Linked DNA regions of Zea mays: all the other regions are linked to region 3. A link is a contact called in public Hi-C data. All regions are on one chromosome and are shown on one strand. The core of a region is the stretch at or near the end of the contact, and the rest is flanking DNA. Distances in the headings are between cores, read along the strand shown.

Region 1 (4,738 bases), core at 134-2,633, 720 kb after region 3:
ACTAGGAAACTAAAACTGGTAGAGATACATTCAAATCTATATCTATATGTATCCTAATCTATTAAAAACCCAATATGGGCACCTAGTGATACCACGGTTTCAGCCTCTGTGCTACCACACCATGCAAAAATAGTGCAAAACGAGCACTCGAATCCACACCCAATATGGGCACCGGTGATACCACAGCTTCACCCTCCGTGCTATCACACCGTGCAAAAAATAGTGCAAAGCGAGCACTCAAACCCACACCCACTTGCTCCAAACATTTAAGGTAACCATCAGACCACACATACCTTAGTGTTTATAAATAAACAATAATTAAATTTGAATAAATATCTCAATACCTATTTATATATACTGCTCTATTAATAACATAATATGAGCACTTGGTGCTACCATAGCTTCACCCTCCACGCTGACACTCTGGGCTCGGCCCACGCGCCCCGTTTAGTTCTTCCGTCTCTCGCCCCACGCTCTCTGACTGGTTCTCCCGCCCCTCTCTCAGGTACTATCATGTGGATCCCAGCGCCCACACAACCAGCTACTGCGCCTGCTCAGCACTCGACTCACCGACGCAACTACCACACCACGCAAAAAAAATGCAAGCACTCAAACCCACATCCCTAGGTCTGGAAATTTGGTTCTAACCACTAGACCACACGTACCATAGTGTTTAGAAATAAACAATAATTGTATTTAAATAAATATCTTAATACCTATTTATGTGATATATAAAAATCGTAGCAAAACATGGACAACTGGCTAGGAACTAATAAGGATAGGTTCATATGATACGGGTTCATGTTGGGAACCTGCATGTTTTAGTCTCTCTTGTTCTATATTCTCACGCGTAAGGTCAGTTCAAATCGATCAAACCTAACGCATGTGCACACCAGCTGGAGCCATCGTTCACACCTGCGAGATGGACTGCATATATAATAGTAGTAGTATATTAGTGTTCCGATCGGCTCGCTAGCTCCACGCAAGACCGATTTTTTTTTTTGAAGTCTGAGAGCTAATTTTTAAGTCACCCTACATCTATGAACGAAGGTTCTAGCCAGTCGATCACGGATCGCCATCAGTTGACAATGATGCAAGTGGCAGTTTGTTTGGATGCCTGATCAGCCCCCCTCCGCGCTGCACAGGCCTGCCTAATCATGTCAAACGTTGCTGTTAAGGTCTAATAAGACTGAGTTCTTCAGTATGAATGAATAAGGGAGTGTGAAAAATATTATTATTGTTCTAATATTGTAGATATGATGTATAATTGTATAGAATATAGAGTTTAAGAAAATAGACGGTGGGATTGACGTCAATGATGAGCTCAGGCGACAAACAGCAGCAGCAGTAGTGCAGTGCAGCACAGCACATGAATAGCGAATGTGACACGTGCTCAAATATGTAAGATTCCAGTGCAGTCCAGCAGTCTGCCTCCGCTTGGGCAATGGCAAGCAAGCTCTAGCTCCAAGCTAAAGCTCAGTGGTGGACTGGACTCTGGTGTGCCTCTCTATATAAATCTAGCTCCCGGAGCTCTTTTCCCCAGCACACCACGCCCGAACCGAAACCGGCACAAAGACAAAAAGTGATCGACCGGCGGCCGGCCAGGCTAGGCAAGGGCATCCTCAATAAGCACGGCCAGAAAGTCAGGGGTAGGGAGAAGGATGACGATGGCGATGGCAAGTATGCCGCCGGCTTGTGCGGCAACCGAGCTGGTGGCCAAGGGGAGGGAGTCGGCTGCCGTTCTCAAGGCCATGCTCGGCCAGCTTCCTGCGGCGGCGACGCCCCATGATGGTCTCCGGGATCTGGCCGAGCAGGTCCTCCGCTGCTGCGACCGAGCTCTGGCGGCCTTGCTCAGAGGCGCGGCAACGGAGGAGGCTGCCTGCAGCAGTTCGGCCAGGAAGCGCCGCAAGCAGCCAGCAGAGCGGCAGGGCGGCCTGGCTCCTCCTCCTCCTTCTCCTGCTGCGACGGGATCCAAGAGGATGAGGTAATTACTACTATGCAGCATAGCTCCTTTTGAGCTAGTTACCAGCTTAAGTATACAACGTATAATCATCTACTACTGAATCTGCAGGATGAGCCGTGGAGAGCGGGGGACACGAGCGGAGAAGAAAGAAACAATGGAGGACGGCTTCATCTGGAGGAAGTACGGCCAGAAGGACATCCACGGCAGCAACTACCCCAGGTCTGTCTGTCTGAACTCTGAACCAACATCCGAATCAACCAAGACGGCTCGCATTATATTCATGGATCGTCGTTCGTCGATCAGTCTACTCTCTACTGCTGGATCACAATTCACAAACGTGACCAACCATCCAGGCTCTACTTCCGCTGCACCTACAAGGACGACCGCGGCTGCGAGGCCCGGAGGCAGGTGCAGCGGTCGGACACCGACCCCTGCGCGGCCTACCTCATCACCTACTTCGGCGAGCACACCTGCTGCTGCCGCGACGACGCCGTCGAGGCGCCAGCGCCATTCGTCATCGACTTCGGCTTGAGCGCCGCTGCCTGTGACGACGGCCTGCAGCTGCCGCAATACGGTTCGCCTTGGCCGTCTTGCGACGACGACGGCCCGGGCCCGGTGGAATTGCAAACGCCGCCGCCGCGCACATCAGCTGATCTGTGCAGTTCACCGCCGGAGGAGGAGTTGCGGGCTGGCGCGTGCGACGTGGCTGAGTTCGTCGCCGAGCAGTCAACGACGGTGACAGCAGAGCTCATGGGTAGGATGACCTCGCCGGAGTGGGACGGGTGCTTGGACTGGGAGTTGGGCGAAGGCGACAGCTCACTCGACGTTGACGGTTTCGACAGATACTACTTCGATTACAGTGATCTGCTTTAGAGCCTGTACAATCTATTAATCTAATTAAATAAGGAGTTTTTTTGAGCGGTCTCTAGAAGAGACAGATTCTTCGTCAAGAGTTCGAGAGTTCGTCTCTACTCAATTTCTATATATATATATATTATATTTTGACTGTATTTATTGTTTAGACGTTCACTTTGGATTATACACGCCCTTAGTTAACTTTAAGGATGCGTTTGATTGCAATGATAGGACGGGCTTGGTACGACCCCTTAAATAAGGTTGTTTGGTTCAGTGTCAAGGGTTGGAACAAAACTATCCTAGTGTTATCCACAGTTATCTCTCAAAATTGGAGACACCAGAGAGGACGCCAGAGATTTCCTTGTCCTGGCTGTCCAGCAACTAGGGATGATAATGAATCATGACCCTAATACTTCCTTCACAAACCAACAAGGCTCTTAATTTTGTTAGTTCAAAATTGTATTGTTTTATGATCCGGCTCTAACTTGACCCGATCCTTAAATTTGCTATGTTAAATTAAATGGCCCGTTACCACCCCTATCCGCAACCAAACGCACCCTAAGTGTACAATGTGTGTTAGTACGGAGTAATTATGTTTGTAGGTGAGTTTTTTTCGGTCCTCAACTCATCATGATTCTTAAAAATATTGAAGAAGCAAACTTATTAGGCAGCTTATTATGTGCACATGGAGGTACGTATACACATATGCGATCCTAGCCCTTTAACTTCAATCCATCCGGTGTCGCAACTTTTACAATTTAGGTTCTGTTTAGTACCACAATATTTTTTTCATCCCAAGACAATATTGTGGTATTTAAGCATATTATAGTATTTTAGATAAAAATATGTTTAGAAAAATATCTAAAAACTTTCTATTTTAAACCATGGTTTTACAAATACCATGATGTTTTTGGGTAAAAAAAACTTTGGTTTGCACGCAACTGTAATCTTCTATTCTCTTACACTACAACTGAATATTAACATGTGTTGAATTGGACTAGTGTAAAATATACCATAGTTATGTCATACTCCCTATGTGTCAGAAAGGAATTCGTTTGACTTTTTTGACACCAAGTTTGAACAGCTTGTTTTATTTAAAATATTTGTGAAAACATAGAAAAAAATCGGTTGATAGTTAAAGTAAATTGTATGATAAACTAAATTAAAATAAAAATAAATAATAATAATTTTTTTGAATAAGACGAGCCGGTGAAAGGGAAATAAGGTTTAATCTTTTCCTACAAATAATTTTGGTGGTTGAATGCCCAACACAAATAATTGGACTAACTAGTTTGCTCTAGATTATATATTCTACAGGTGCATAAAGGTTCAACACAAACCAATAAAAAGATCAAGTTAGGGTTCAAAAAGAAAGGAGCAAAGAAACCCAAGTGTGCCCTGGTTGGCGCACCGGACTGTCCGGTGCACCAGGACCGTACACCTCCGAACTCTTCACCTTCGGGTTTCTGTGGTCGCGCTCCGCTATAATTCACTGGAATGTCCGGTGTGCCACCGGACTGTCCGGTGCACCAGCGGAGCAACAGCTTTTCGGCGCAACGGTCGACTGCACAGTGCCCCTGACAGCGCTATAGTTCGCGACAGAAGTCAGAGCAGAGGTCAGAGGCGCACCGGACGGTGAACAGTGTCTGTCCGGTGCGGCACCGGACTATCCGGTGCCACTAGAAGTCAGCGCTCCAACGGTCGACTGCGTCAGAACCCTAACGGTTGGGTGACGTGGCTGGCGCACCGGACAGTATTCGGTGGCGCACTGGACTGTCCGGTGCGCCCATCGACAGCAGCCAACCCCAACGGTTGTCTTGGTGGTTGAGGGCTATAAATACCCCCCAACCACCACCACTCCAACCATCCAAGCATTCACTACTCCTCATTCAATACAAGAGCAAAGTGCAACACTCCAAG
Region 2 (4,175 bases), core at 371-2,870, 910 kb after region 3:
AGCTAGCCCATGGAGTTTGCGTTGCGTGCGTGCATGGCCGTTGATCGTATTCGGCTGCCACGCAACCCATCCATGCACGGCTATCTAGTCATTAGTAGTCAGAGTCAGGTAGATTAGCAGATGCATGTTCGGCTCGAAAACTTTGATCGATCCATGAGCACTCGACGAAGCTATTGATTCCGGTAGTGATTAGCCGATGATCTCGTACATGATGCGATGGGCATCGGCATCCTTCGACTGCATGCGTGCCAAGTGTCTGCTTGTTGGGGCATCTCGCTGAATCTTTCCCTTCATTCATCCATCCCAGATGGAGAAGAAAAAATTAAACGCATTCATCCGTACGAACTGTACCATACTACCATATCGGTGCGGCCCGCCAGTTATATAGTGTCTTACTGCCGTCAAAGTTTTTCTTTTTTTTTTAGAATTGGCAGGAGAGAATCAAAACTTTTCCTTTTCCTCACCATTTACCGCTAGCTGCTTAGCTTAGCGACCACACGTGCAGGGTGAAAACGGGACGGGAATTCGTCCCGTTTCGAATACTGTTTTTCCATGATCGTTTTTGAATTGTTCGGGAACTGATTAGAAACGGTACGAAAACGATTTAGCTAGTTTTTCGATCGTTTTCGTATTTTTCGTTTCCGAGTCGTGCTAATACCGTTTTATATAATATGAGATAGATCTAGCATATAATTTATTTAAGTTATAAACTTTTGTTGTGTTCAAGTGAATGAATAAGCGAAAAACAAATGTTATAATTACTCCAACTATTATGAATGATGAAAAAGAGTTGTTTGTGTATTTCTAAATCTTAAAATTTAGACAATACATCACTTTATTATGTTTTTGTTAAAACTACAAAATAATTATCTTTCCGACTATAGTTTATCGTTTTCGAATAACCAACAATTCTGATCCCGTATTTCGACCGTTGGTTTTCGTTTTCGTTTTCGTCCCGACCAAAAAATATGAAAACAAAAACAATTTAGTTGTTTTTTCGATCGTTTTCATCCCTACACACGTGCCCCACGCATCCATTTTTTAGAATATTTTTGTTAGTTAGTATTTTTGTACATGTTTATAGGTCACGATTTTATATCTATTTTTGGACTAAATTGTTGCTAAAAATCAACAACTAAATATCTAACAGTAACATCTGCACAATAAACAGGGCCCTGCGTGACGACGAGAACCCGGCCATGAGCCCATGAGCGCCGCGACGAGAGCTAGCTCGACTAGACCAGCATTAGCATGGCCTGCAGGAAAGTGACAGAGGACCTACTGCAGTCTGCAGCATCCATTATTGCTGGCTCTCCATGCATGCACACCCTGTGTGAACTGTGAGATGTGTTTGGCATATAATCCCAGACGGTCGCAGGTATTACAGGTGAAATGTGAGCAAGTGCGGTATTACTGTTAGTGTTACAGGTGTAATAATACGGGTACGGGTACGGGCAGTGCGCCCACGTTCTGCGGAGCGCACGCAAAGCTGGCCGTGATATTAGGTCTCCGGGCTCCGGCTGAATTAATGAGCCGGAGCCGTTTCAGGCTACCAAACACCCGTGCTGGCTGCACGCTGCTCTGCTATTATATCTCAGTTGCGTTGCGCCGGGGGAGCTGGAGTGCGAGCGAGGCCGATGTGACGCGGCTACAGTGCGTGCGGGGGAGACGACGACACCGGCCAAGGCAAGCAGAAGCGAGCCCTGATCCAAGCTAGCCAAAGCGAGCTAATTAAGCTACCTCCGAGGTCGTCCTGTGGTGGACGCCCTCAGCAGCTAGAGCCGTCTCCTTCCGCCCGGCGGCACGGTCGTCGGCCGCTATACGGACAGTGGGTAGTGAGTGGTTCATCGATCGGGTTGCTCATGGGGAGGCCGAGGTGGTGGGCCAAGCGGTGGAAGAGGAGCTCCGGGTCCGCGCGGACGCTCGGCGTCGCGGCGGTGGTCGCGCTCGTCGTCCCCCTCTGCTTCGTCGCCAGCAGCAGCCGTCTCCCGGGGACACTGGGTGGCGGCGCCCTCGCTTCAGGTAGTGTAGTAAGCTGAGCTAGCTGCGTTGTTCAGTCTCCTGCTGGCGCGTAAAATAAACATAGCGCAACGTTGTACTGCTACTCTACTCTGGTGGTGATCACTTTCAGTTCCATACACAGGGACCATGGCAGCGGCAGCAGGAGCCCATCATCCCGGCGATCAGGCGGCGGCGACTCATGGGGTGCGTTCATTCCTCGTCTAGCTCGTTTCATATATATATATTCGCTAACGAAAACACATTCTAGTGTCTGCGCTCGGCTTCGGTGACCACCTCTTGCTTGCGGTTGACGCCAGGGCTTCGCTGCTCGCCGAATTAATCCACCCTCCCCCCGCCCCCGCCTCCTCAGACTTGGCTCGGTCACTGATGATGGATATGGATTTGGCAGTTGCAGGAGCTGTTCTACATCGCACGACGACGACGCCGGCGGCTCGCGGGAGGCGGCTTGGGGTCGCACCCGCCACGGTGCGCCTCCAAATGCGGACGCTGCGACCCTTGCTACCCGGTGTCCGTGCCCCTGCCCGTGCCGCGGGGGGTTCTGGACTTGGTCACCCCGGAGTCGGAGTACTACCCGGAGGCGTGGCGGTGCAGGTGCCGGGACCAGCTCTACATGCCGTGACGGAGGCCGGCCGGAGATCGATCCAAGTAGGTGTGGAGATCGTTGGCCGGGACCAGCTCCACATGCGCTAGAGCTTGGAGATGATAGCGCGACGACGCTCGATGGAGATGGCAGCACGACAACGCGCACTAGAAATGGGGGCGCGATGGGGCTCGCTAGAGGCAGCGCTAGGCGACTACGGCCGCACGGGGCCTTAGTCGTAGGGTTACGGTTGAATAGGATAGTGTACATCTAGATCGCAATAGGAAAGGGGAACAGGTGTCTACGTGGCAGTGTGAGTAGCCCACGTGTCATATATAAAGATGGCAACAGAGACTCGTTACCTATTATCCCGCAGGTAATTACTCCATTAGGGGACATGTTTGATCACAATTATATACCTGCGAGTCTTTTAATGGGAGAAAAAGAGGACTCAACGGGTAGAACGGGTACGTGTACGTACTCGTTAAACTCGTACATGTGTACCTATGGGTATACAAAAACCTGGAATATAGTCAACAATTCTCTAAATTTTTAGCCTAGCTCAATGATTTGTCTTGGGCTTATGGCTCCTGGTTACAACTGCACACTACATAGGTCTTGGGACACATGGCAGCAGTAGGCAGACAACCAGCCAAAACGGTAAAGCAAATCCAAGGCTCCAAACTTCTGCGATACGACTATTCGTTAGTCCACAGTCCAAGTGACCAAATCGTGCGTAGGCACATGGCACGCCCACACCTGGAAGATGGAAGACGGAAGGCTGGACGTTACCGCTTGGCGCTCACCATTTTCCCTAAACTAAGTGTGGAATTAACCATGCATGCGTAAGGGTTTTGGAGCGGGGAGTTTTTAGTCTAACGAAGTCGGGTCTCAGACAGCAAAACTCGATGGATCTTCACCCGTTGCCATCTCTAGTCACATACCCAATGAGTAACCAGCATGGATGGTGTATATCCATACTCGTGAAAAACTTATATGTGGATACCACATTATACCCATACTTGTACCCGTGAATAAGAAATTCGACCATATTAATGGGTAATTACTCACGATTATTTGCCCACATTCGTACCCATTGCCTTCCTTAATCGTCGTCGGACTCTTATCTTTTACGGAAACATATTCGGTGCTCACATGAGTACGATGCTCATATAGTCACATTTCAAATCCGATACATCCATCTCATTTCTCAAGTTCTAGTCACATTTTACATCTAAGACATCCATCTCATTTCTCGAGTTTTTCTGTGCGCTGGAATGGGTGGCGTTCTCGCCACTACCAATGAGACTATCTCCCGCAGTTTTAGGGTCCGTTTGGCAAGGCTTTGGCTTGCCCAAAAACATCTCTAGCTCTGACCCTTTTTTTTTTGAAAAGCTGTTTTTTTGGTAGTGCTGAAATCATTTTGAAAATTGTTTGGGAGAAACGATTTATTATAGAGCCAGAGTTATTTCCCTATATTAAAGTGTTAGAGTTGAAGTCAAAGTTGATGAAGCTACTATTTATAGCTTCCTCTCCGTAATATAAAAATAACTCTGACTTTTAGATGTTTTTC
Region 3 (4,551 bases), core at 1,368-3,867:
AAGACAAATCGCTTATATCAGTTTCTTCTGCCTAGTCTTCTATTTTTTTTTAATGAACCACAGACGGCTCTCAATTTCAACCTTCTGTTTGAAAAATATAAACTGTGCTATTGCCCTAGAAATGTGGACAGGTGTATCATCTGTTGGTTGGTTCAACTTTTGAAAGAAGAGTGGAAATTCTACCCACACTTCACCCACCATAATTGCTACAACTGTCATAAAAACATGATCAAGTCTGCATCAGAGGCCACTAACCTTTGCTCCGCCAATGCCTTCTTTTCTTGCTTCAATAACATTACCATGTGAATTTAATCTTCTTTTCTCGATGTCATGCCTCTACAGGGAAAAGGAAACAATGGAATCATTATATGAAAGATAAAAAACTAAATTAACAAAGTAAAATAACTTCAGAACGTACAATGTCATGATGCTGCTCTCCACTAATATCCGTTGTATCAACGCTGAGGAGTGTGCAAGGAATGCTCGGAAAAGTAATATCAAACTGCAAATTGGAGTTACCATTACAAAAGACACTTGTTAGGCACTACCGCATGAAGATGTATGTGTCTGTCTCTTTAAACAAGAATAGAAGTAAATAATCTACAGACAGTTAAACTGATAAAAAAAAGTACTAACATTTACTCGTAGCCTTTCCCCTCTTGATGTGTCCACGACTAACTTAGTCTCTGTTGACGAATAAAAATATGACCCTAAACACATTATGTACACAGAAAAACCATTAGGTGACGCTTCATTCCACTTATTTAAGCACAATATGTAACATAACAGCATTTCCTTGACAATAACGGCATGTTGGTACGAGGAACAACATCAGTAGATCATAGATTTTAGAGGTAGAAACAAGATGAGGTTAAGTTTTTCAAAGAGCAATAAAGAACTGCAAAAAAAGAGATGACAAATGCCATGAATTTCATAACGGGACGCTAAAAGACAGGACATTAGAATTTGCCAATGACAGAAAACTACAAGGCATAATACTATCCAAACTACATACCTTATTTAGTCCAATTTTTTTGGACAAACACTTGCAAAAGTAAGGTGTATTTATTCTGGGATAATGGACATATTCCTCATTTCTATAGCCATTTTAGCCTAAACTTTGCAGCTTTGCCACAAATTCAGAACAAATGTTAGGTGGATACACATGAGCTTGCCACAGGAAATATGAATTGTGTGCCACAAGCGACGGCTATAAATTATCCAGTACTCTGAAGGAAACACTTGACAAAAAGAATTTTTACCCAAAATGTAACTCAGGTACTAGCACAGCAGGTTCCAGAAAAGGTGATATAAGTTCGTGTCAGTCCAAATTTCCTGACTAAAAGTAGAAGCTTTCCCTCAAGTAGAGTTTACTCAATACTGACACACAATTAATAAGGAGGTGTTTGAATGCACTAGAGCTAATAGTTAGTTAGCTAAAAAATTGCTAGTTGAATTAGCTAGCTAACAAATAGCTAGCTAACTATTAACTAATTTACTAAAAAATAGCTAATAGCTGAACTATTAGCTAGTGTTTATGTTTCTACCTAATTTTAGCCGCTAACTATTCACTCTAGTGCATTCAAACATCCCCTAAGAGCAAAGTAGAGCTAATCCTCAGTATGTAATTGTTTGCACACGTGATTGTAACATGAAAAGAAATATAAAACTCAAACAGATCAAAAGGAGACGTCAGTACTTAAATCCAGGTGTCTACCGGATAAAGAGTATTGTCCCCACCAAATTGGGACAACTGAAGGAACCGAAAGCAACTGAAAATCCAGCCTTTTTTTGAAATATTCCAGCATCTGGGAGTCTCACTCCCAAATAGAGCGTATAAATAGCCGTCCACGTTATGCATTATTAGGATTCGCGTCCATGCTCAACACTAATTTCGGCATAACATAACAAAACACAGATCCCTTCCCTCCATACACCGTCAACAGCACCAGAGCTTAAGCCCAGAAGTCTGCTGCATTAATCTAGACGGTACCATGCAAACGCACAGTAGCTTATCGAAATTTATCTCTTTTTTTCTCTCCACATAATCACAGCATGCAGCAACAATGAGTCCCCAAGAGGAGCTCAGAAAATTCAGTCTTTTCTTTGCTTCTTTTTTGAAGAGCTTACATCTCGAATTCTACAACCATGCCGGGCCAACAAGGCCGCAAAGTAGGAAAAGGAAAAAAATCAAATCAGACAACTGCCGGCCGCCGGAGAGTCACTTACTGGTCTCGGAGATGAAGAGGAGCAGCATAACGACGGCGGCGACGAGCGTGACGATGCCTCCGGAGAGCGTCCGCTTGTAGAAATCTTCGTTCACCTTGGGGTACGCGTCCAGCCGCTTGAGCCTGTGCAGGAACGCGTCCATCTCTCCTCGTACTACTCGGCCGCCGGCGCCCGACGGCAGTACCCACGCTGGCGATTGGCGAACCCTAGCCCGCCCCTCTGATCCGAGCTCCCGAGAGCACTAGCACGCGGAAACCGCGGCGATGCGGCGCGACGTGAGGTGGGGTGGCGTATAGGCTTTGACCGCCGCGATTCCGCGAGACGCCGGCGGGATCGGGGTCCGGTCAGGGTATGGAGGCAGGGAGGCGGAGATTGATTAGACGAGGACGCGGTCGTCATATAGCGTGGACGCGGTAATGGTTGGATTTATTAGGTCAAATTCCACGCACGCGCGCCACGCGGCGCGACGTGGTTGGCCAGTTGCAGCGGGAATGCGTTGGAGCCCGCCTACGTGGCAGGTCCGGTTCGTTGGGAGGCAGGTTTATGGAGGGACCAACCTAACAGAGTAACAGCTCCGCTAGTGCACGGGATTCCTGTTTGTCGATGACGTTTTCTCAGTCGTGCGCGGATCTTACTAAAACATGAGTTATATAACAAATATAATATTTTAATATAAATAGGTGTATAATTTAGTGCTAATCTTTAATCATGTTATTAAAAATATTATATCGTATAAGAATAAAATTTTGTGTAGTTTTTTATCATTTTCTCCCTACAGAAAAAAAAAACTGAAAATGCATATAATTTTGTGTAGTTTTTTGCATCATTTTCTCCCTAACGCGGCGGCTTGAAAACAAGCGGAGTTTCAAGAATAGAATAATGTCAGGATGCCGGTGTCGGTAAAGCAAATGGAAGAGAGCGCGGGAATGAAGGATGAGGGAACCGATTAGGGATGGCAACGGGTACATACCTGTCGGGTAGTACTATTCCATACTCGTACCTATAAAAAAAATTCTACCCGTCGAGTTACCCATATATATTCGTGGGTATAAAATCTTACCCATACTCGTACCCGCGCGGGTATTTTTACCCGTCGGGTAACCCGTACCCGCTAGGAAAGAATTAAATTCCAATATACCAATCACTCAAAATATTAAAGAAACATATAAAAACAACTTCAATTTCACATATAACAAATTATATGATTACATAACTTAGTATCTAGACAAATGATAATTAGAGAAGAGTTTTATTCTAGCTAAGTTAGACTCTATTAGATGTTTATAGTGCTATTGATGCGGGTATATTTTACCCACGGGGTAGACGGGTATGGGTAGTACCAACCCATACACGTACCCGTCTACCCAACGGGTAGAGGTTTTTACCCATTAACATACCCACGGGTAGAGAAGTCATTCCGTACCCGCTTTCATATCGGGTAAAACTCGTCGGGTATTCGGGTTTTGGGTACCCATTGCCATCTCTAGAACCGACATTCAAGAGGCGGGCGTCGCAAAAGGAGGCCAAATTCGTGTGTGTCAAGAGCAGAGCGGGGTTTGTTTGGTTAGAGCATCTCTAACAACGTGACCTATAAAAATGCCCTATAATTTGAAAATAAGTATATTTTATAGAATTTAGGGCACCAACAAAACACCTCGCTCCAACAGTAAAGCCCCAAATCTAGATTATAGGGCAGCCCACTACGGTGTAGTATATTTGAGTCACTTGAGAGGATGACCTATAGTTTTTTGACAAAAATTTATGAAATAAGACACTGTTGGAGTAGTTTTTCCTATGTAGAGCATCATATTTCAATTTAAGGCACTAGTTTGAGACATTGTTGGAGATGCTCTTAAAAGTTGATTAAGAGGGATTGGGGTAGATTAAATCTCCTCCTCCCCTCAATTTATATTTAATTGAACAAGCTCTAATTAGGTTATGGGCGTTGACGATGGGAGTGCAACAGCTACGATGACGGATCTCATGGCTGGGACGCGTGCGTGCGGCCAGGCAATGGAACCACTAGACCAATGATGCCAGCTGCCAGGTGATTGTGAATTGTGGAGAGGTAGGTTTGCAGTTGCAGTGGAGTAGGCTAGGAAGGGAAGGAGCCCCAGTGAGGAAAAAAATTTGGTGTAGCACTGCTACAAACTAGAGTGGTTTGTAGCCCTTCACAAAAAGGAGGATAGACTCCACCTGCAGGTCCAGCAGATAACGTTTTAGTTGTATTATTGTTGCTGCGGGTGGGATCTATCCTTATTTTTGTGAGGGGCTACAAACACTCTAGTTAGCAGCAGTGCTGCACCAAATTTTTTTCCCTAG

The links. A called contact is a pair of places that touch in the nucleus more often than the background predicts.
Region 1: a Hi-C map of tassel shows a contact between it and region 3, with 3 times the contacts expected there. The contact joins the promoter of LOC103635797 here to the promoter of LOC100193691 in region 3. A contact is called at or near these places in 2 of 25 Hi-C or Micro-C datasets (ear and tassel).
Region 2: a contact with region 3 is called in a Hi-C map of ear, with 3 times the contacts expected there. The contact joins the promoter of LOC100276718 here to the promoter of LOC100193691 in region 3. A contact is called at or near these places in 2 of 25 Hi-C or Micro-C datasets (ear and tassel).

The regions. Positions count from the first base shown.
Region 1 is chr8:121,775,192-121,779,929 of Zm-B73-REFERENCE-NAM-5.0, reverse strand. It overlaps LOC103635797 (probable WRKY transcription factor 38), which reads left to right and starts at 1,383. Exons shown (of 3, transcript XM_008658176.4): 1 at 1,383-1,984; 2 at 2,072-2,182; 3 at 2,317-2,973. The coding sequence starts at 1,662. The coding sequence ends at 2,836.
Region 2 is chr8:121,582,112-121,586,286 of Zm-B73-REFERENCE-NAM-5.0, reverse strand. LOC100276718 (EPIDERMAL PATTERNING FACTOR-like protein 6) reads left to right here and starts at 1,620. Exons shown (of 3, transcript NM_001150440.1): 1 at 1,620-2,022; 2 at 2,144-2,205; 3 at 2,411-2,963. The coding sequence starts at 1,863. The coding sequence ends at 2,641.
Region 3 is chr8:122,496,464-122,501,014 of Zm-B73-REFERENCE-NAM-5.0, reverse strand. It overlaps LOC100193691 (DUF1692 domain, endoplasmic reticulum vescicle transporter protein), which reads right to left and starts at 2,617. Exons shown (of 13, transcript NM_001138783.1): 1 at 2,230-2,617; 2 at 637-710; 3 at 419-502; 4 at 256-336. The coding sequence starts at 2,371.